Regions from separate parts of the Rattus norvegicus genome. Here region 1 is linked to region 2. A link is a contact called in public Hi-C data. All regions are on one chromosome and are shown on one strand. Each heading gives the region's core, a stretch centred on a gene start, on an enhancer-like site or on the middle of the called end of the contact. The rest is flanking DNA. Distances are from core to core; before and after follow the strand shown.

Region 1 (2,700 bases), core at 186-2,685, 79 kb after region 2:
GTGTGTGTGTGTGTGTGGTGTGTGTGTGTGTGCGGTGTGTGGTGTGTGTGTTTTGTGTGTGTGTGTGTGTGTGGTGTGTGTGTGTGGTGTGTGTGTGGTGTGTGGTGTGTATGTGTGTATGTGTTGTGTGTGTGTGTGTCTGTGTGTGTGGTGTGTAGTGTGTGTGTTTTGTGTGTGTGGTGTGTGATGTGTGTGTGTGGTGTGTGGTATGTGTGTGGTGTGTGGTGTGTGTTTTGTGTGTGTGGTGTGTGGTGTGTGTGTGGTGTGTAGTGTGTGTGTTTTGTGTGTGTGGTATGTGTGTGGTGTGTGTGTGTGTGGTGTGTGTGGTGTGATGTGTGGTGTGTGTGTGTGTGTGTGTGTGTGTGTGTGTCCTTCCATTGTGGTTTCTAGAGAATGAACTCAAGACAGGCTTGCCTGGCAGGTGCTTTATCTGTTCATTTTCAGGACACATTTTTTTGAGACAGGGTCCCTTGTTTGACCCCTCAGTGTTGTAAAGAATGATCTAGAACTCCTGACCCTCCTTCCTCTATCTATCTCCCGAGGGCTGAGATTATAAATGCATGGCAGGCTTGTAATAACCTTTGTCCTTTTGATACAGGCTTTCCGGTAACTGGTTCAGATGCAATCTCTCCAGAAAACTGTTTAGATAGTTAAACTCTGTCCTCCACCTTCTTCAAAACCTGGGCTTTTAAAGAACTAAGTCTGCTTCTTGCTGGTACCACTAACAATATATACAGGATAGAGTCAAAGGCAAAAACTTTGAACTGCACACACACATACACTTCTTATCAATTCCATCGTGTAACTTAATATCAGGTATTTATTTCAGTGTTTCATACAATACATATACAGAACACGATTAAGCTACATATCGTATACATTACATGAATATACAACACGGCACTTAGAATTATGGTCTGATAAATGGCATGCAAAGGTATATCTACTTCAATATTTATACAGATTTTTTTGTTTTACATATTTTAAGGAACAGCATAACAGCATAGTATTCCATTATAGGGGCATACCACAATTACTAGCTCCCGATTTAGTTTCCCCAAACACTACACACACACACACACACACACACGCACGCACGCACGCACGCACACAGACAGACACACAGACAGACACACAGACAGACAGACAGACAGACAGACAGACAGACAGACACACACACACACACACACACACACACACGCACACGCGCACACACACACACACACACACACACACACACAAAGAGCGGAGCTGAACCTAGCCTGCTTGGGCTCCTCGCGACTCCCGGACACCCAGCCTGGTGGGCGGGGCTCCGGGGTAGGCGGGACTCCGACCGGAGGGCGCGGCCGCGGCTCCTCCCCTCTCCTCCGGCGGCGCCGGCGGCGGCAGCACTTCCGGGTCGGCGCGGAGGCGGGGCGGAGGCGCCGCGGCTGTTATTGTTCCGAAGGGCTGGGCCGCTGCGATCCGCGCTCGGCGCTGTCAGTTCGTCCCGCTGCCCCTCGGCCCTTGCTGCTGGCTCTGACGGCGACCGACGGCGGGCGGGGCCCGGGTTCGCGGCCGAGCGGCGCCGGTGAGGGCGCGGAGGAGGCGCACAGCGGGAGGAGGAGCCGTGAGCCTGGCACGGAGCGGCCGCGGCCATGGCGTACGCCTATCTCTTCAAGTACATCATCATCGGCGACACAGGTGAGGCCGGCGGCGGGCTTGGGAGACCCAGAGCGGGCAGGAGGGGCAAACGGCGGTGGCGCCGGTAGGCACGGGTCGGGCGGCGCGGCGCCTCCCTTCCTCCCTCGGTCCCCTGGCCGCCGCTCCATTTCCGCAGTGCTGGCGCTGGTGACGTGGGCGCTGCGAGCGGCCGCGGCCTGGCTGGGCCTTCCCCGCTTCGCCCGGGCCCGCTGCAGCCCAGCCAGCGGCAGCCGTTTGCCACTCCCGGAGAGTGTGACAGCAGGATGGCTGTCCCCGGGGCCCCGCCTCGACTGTCTTTGCGGCCCGGGGAGTGAGAGAAAAGCCGAGCGAATTAGAGCGTGACAGGCCCCAGTCCGGATTTTTCTCCCTGGTCCCACCTCCCCGACCTGCACGCTTCCGTCTAGGCCCTGGCAAGGCGCACCCTGAAGTGGGACAGCCTGTTGAGGAGAAAAAAAAATTGAAAAAGGAAAAAAAAAATCTTTTTTTTTTTGAAACATCCTCAACCTCCAAGTCCTAATAAGTCAGGTCACATGATTCAGTGGCAGGGCAATTCTTCTCGGGGTCATTAAAGCACTGTAGACTCCGGCGACTTTTGCCACGTGTATGCTGGGATTATTTGATTGGATAGTAATGCAAGGCAGGTCAGTGCTCTGGGTGTGAGCATACAGTGGGTATGCTGACTGACTACTGATTTTTTTCTTTTTTTCAGTTGTGTCAAGTCCAAGATCACAACTGCTAATTTTCAAGTGACCTCGTGTACATTTGTAGCAAAAAGAAAAAAAAATCAGTCCCCACTTAAAAATAGCATCCTAATAAGTTTCTCAAGCAAATAAGCAAGCTGTTCATGAAATACTTTGAATACCTGCGATTTGGGCCTCATTTCGAATCTAATAATAAACGTAAAGCTTGTTTAGGTGTTAAAACTATTAATACATCAGAGTCTGATTTCAGTGCTGACTGTTGCACAACCTAGACCCCTTACACAACTTTGTAAATGTAGAAGCAGGTTTGAGGTTG
Region 2 (2,700 bases), core at 195-2,694:
GAGACACACAGATACAGATACACACACACAGACACACACACATACACACACACAGAGACACACAGATACACACACACTCACACACACACAGAGACACACAGATACACACTCACATACACACACACACAGAGACACACAGATACACACACACACACACACACACACACACACACACACACACGCATATTGTGTTCCCCTGCTCAATACATAGGCCTTCAGTATCTGATGACAAAGATTTGAACAGGCTAACATGGAAATATATAGCTACATCTCCCTGTGCTTCCTGGGTCTCAGGGTCTGCAGGGTACTTTCCCTTCAAGGGAGAGTAGAAAGTTCTTACATGGCTCTCTCAGCCAGATGACCAAGGTGCTGCTGGTACCCCCCCTTGGCCACGTGGAGCTTAGCTGCTCTTTTAAGGATAGAAAAGAAGCCACTATACAACTAATTCAACTGTGGAATCTCAGACAGGAGGAAGTACTTGAACAGCTATGAAGGAAGACATGGAGAATGACCTGGGCCTTGACTATTTAGCACAGGATACCTCAGAAAGCTGCTCCATGAGTAACATTTGAATAATGTTCTGATAGGTGAGACACTGTGGGGAGGCTGGTCGGAAGGGGCAGCATGCAGAGTCTGGGTCATAAGTGTGTTAGGCAAACTGTAAGGACCTAGGAGCTAGAGCCTGGTGAACAAGAGCAGAATGACAGTCAGTAAGGAGTGGGGACACTTAGCAAGGAGTTGACTGTGTAGGATCTGATGGGCCACAGTAGATACTAAGTTTGACATTTCATGTGACAGAAATCCACCAGAAATTTTTGAACCGGAAGTGGCCGTGTGTGTGTGTGTGTGTGTGTGTGTGTGTGTGTGTGTGTGTGTGTGTGTGCACATTGCGTAAAAGTAAACCTAGGACTTCATACATGCTAGATGAGTCCTACTTGGTTTATATCCTCAGGCCTGTCTGACTGCTACCCCAACACCAATTGTAAAACAGTGTCTTATTAGGTTGCCCAGTCAGGATGTGAGTTTAATAGACAGCACAGGCAAACCTTGCACTTAGCATCCTCCTGCCTCAGCCTCCCAAGTAGCTCGGATTATAGGCCTGAGCCACCAACCATAGCTGCCAATGACAGAGAAAGTAAACACCTAGTTACGAAAGTGGAGGGCCAGGCTGCTGCATGTAGTGGCAGAATACCTCCCCACAAATAGGAAGGGGAACCAGCAAGTGAAAAGTGGTTTGGGAATCACAACGACCAAACATGCTGGAGAAGGGGAGATAGGATAAACAGGGAGCCGTGTAGCCGTCCAGCTTGTGAGTCTGAGTGGAGGGCGACATGATTTATTCATCAAGGTGAGAAACCCAAGGGCAGAGCTGCTTTGGAGGGAGAGGCATGCTGTTCCCTTGAGTCATATTAAATACACCCAGAAGGGAACTGGTGACTCAAGCTTGTAGTTCAGGAAAACTGTCTCTGTGGAAGACACAGATGTGAGAACATCAGTGCAGAACTGCAGCTGCAAGAGCAAAGATTTACCAGAGAGGGCATAGTGACAGGGAAGGAAACGCTGAGAAACAGAAGGTTCTAGAAGTGAGCATGGGAAAGGAGAGGAACTAGACGCCGTGTCCATGTCTGGAACCACAGGTGCGGGGAGCCAGGGTGATTGTCATGAGTTTATTGCTACCGTAAGTGACACTGAGACCCCGCACAGAAGAACAAGAGTAGAGAACAGGGAAGAGATAACGAATCAGAAGAACTGCACAGTGGCAGCGAATGCTGTCATGATCAAGGCTCCTGTAAGTCGGCCATGGCTCCCTGGATTTGCCATGCCATGCCACATGCTTGTCTGAACTTACTTCTGGACTGTGATATGGCACCTTTTGGTCATCACTGACTACCTAGGACCCAACATTTTGCCTGACTTTCAATGGCAATAAGTAAACACGTGGGTGAGTTACAAAATAGACATTTTTGCCATGGGACCATGCCCAGAAGAACTCAAGTACCGACCTTCAGCTGTCCTCTCATAAAAGACCATGCTCTCCTCCTGGCTACAGCGTGCGACAGCGTGCAGAATATTTACCCGCAGGGAAGCTCATCAGAGCCACTGCTGCTGGTGTGTATAGGGACTCATTCTGCCCATGTGGCTGACCAGTGCTCAGGCTACCAACTCTCTCTGGGGACAGAGATGCTAGGCCAGGCACAAAAGTTGTCGTTGTGAATGTTAAGCCCAAAGTCAAATTTTCCAGCTCATACAGGATATTCAGAGGGCCCATGGATTTTATCCAAGTAGAGGCAGACAAAGGTCAGGCATTTCTCGGATACATCCACCACATTCAAAACATTATGTTGCGGAAGTGTGGAATAAGATAAGAAGGTTGGGGATTTAGCTCAGTGGTAGAGCACTTGCCTAGCAAGCGCAAGGCCCTGGGTTCGGTCCCCAGCTCCGGGAAAAAAGAAAGAGAAAGGAAGAAAGAAAGAGAGAGAGGGGGGAGGGAGGGAGGGAGGGAGGGAGGGAAGGAGAGAGAGAGAGAGAGAGAGAGAGAGAGAGAGAGAAAGAAAGAAAGAAAGAAAGAAAGAAAGAAAGAAAGATGAATAAGATAAGAAATAAGAAGCTTGGAAAAGGTGATGTTTATCATGCTTAGCAAGGTTAGTATGATTACAGAAAATAGTGTAGTTAGTATAGGGAACCAAAAGATCAAAAATA

What was found. A called contact is a pair of places that touch in the nucleus more often than the background predicts.
Region 1: a contact with region 2 is called in a Hi-C map of the A7r5 cell line, with 3 times the contacts expected there. The contact joins the promoter of Rab2a here to the enhancer-like site in region 2. A contact is called at or near these places in 2 of 12 Hi-C or Micro-C datasets (the A7r5 cell line and Schwann cells).

The regions. Positions count from the first base shown.
Region 1 is chr5:26,471,989-26,474,688 of GRCr8, forward strand. Rab2a (RAB2A, member RAS oncogene family) reads left to right here and starts at 1,436. Exons shown (of 8, transcript NM_031718.2): 1 at 1,436-1,683. The coding sequence starts at 1,638.
Region 2 is chr5:26,393,092-26,395,791 of GRCr8, forward strand. All of the region lies in intron 3 of LOC102551006 (a long non-coding RNA gene), which reads right to left. Among named protein-coding and RNA genes, the nearest start is that of Rab2a, 79 kb to the right of the region's middle. Within about 2 kb of position 1,445, at least 4 of the 93 cell types and tissues checked have an H3K27ac peak or open chromatin away from gene starts, as enhancers often do. A contact at or near this core is called in the A7r5 cell line, where this site is marked.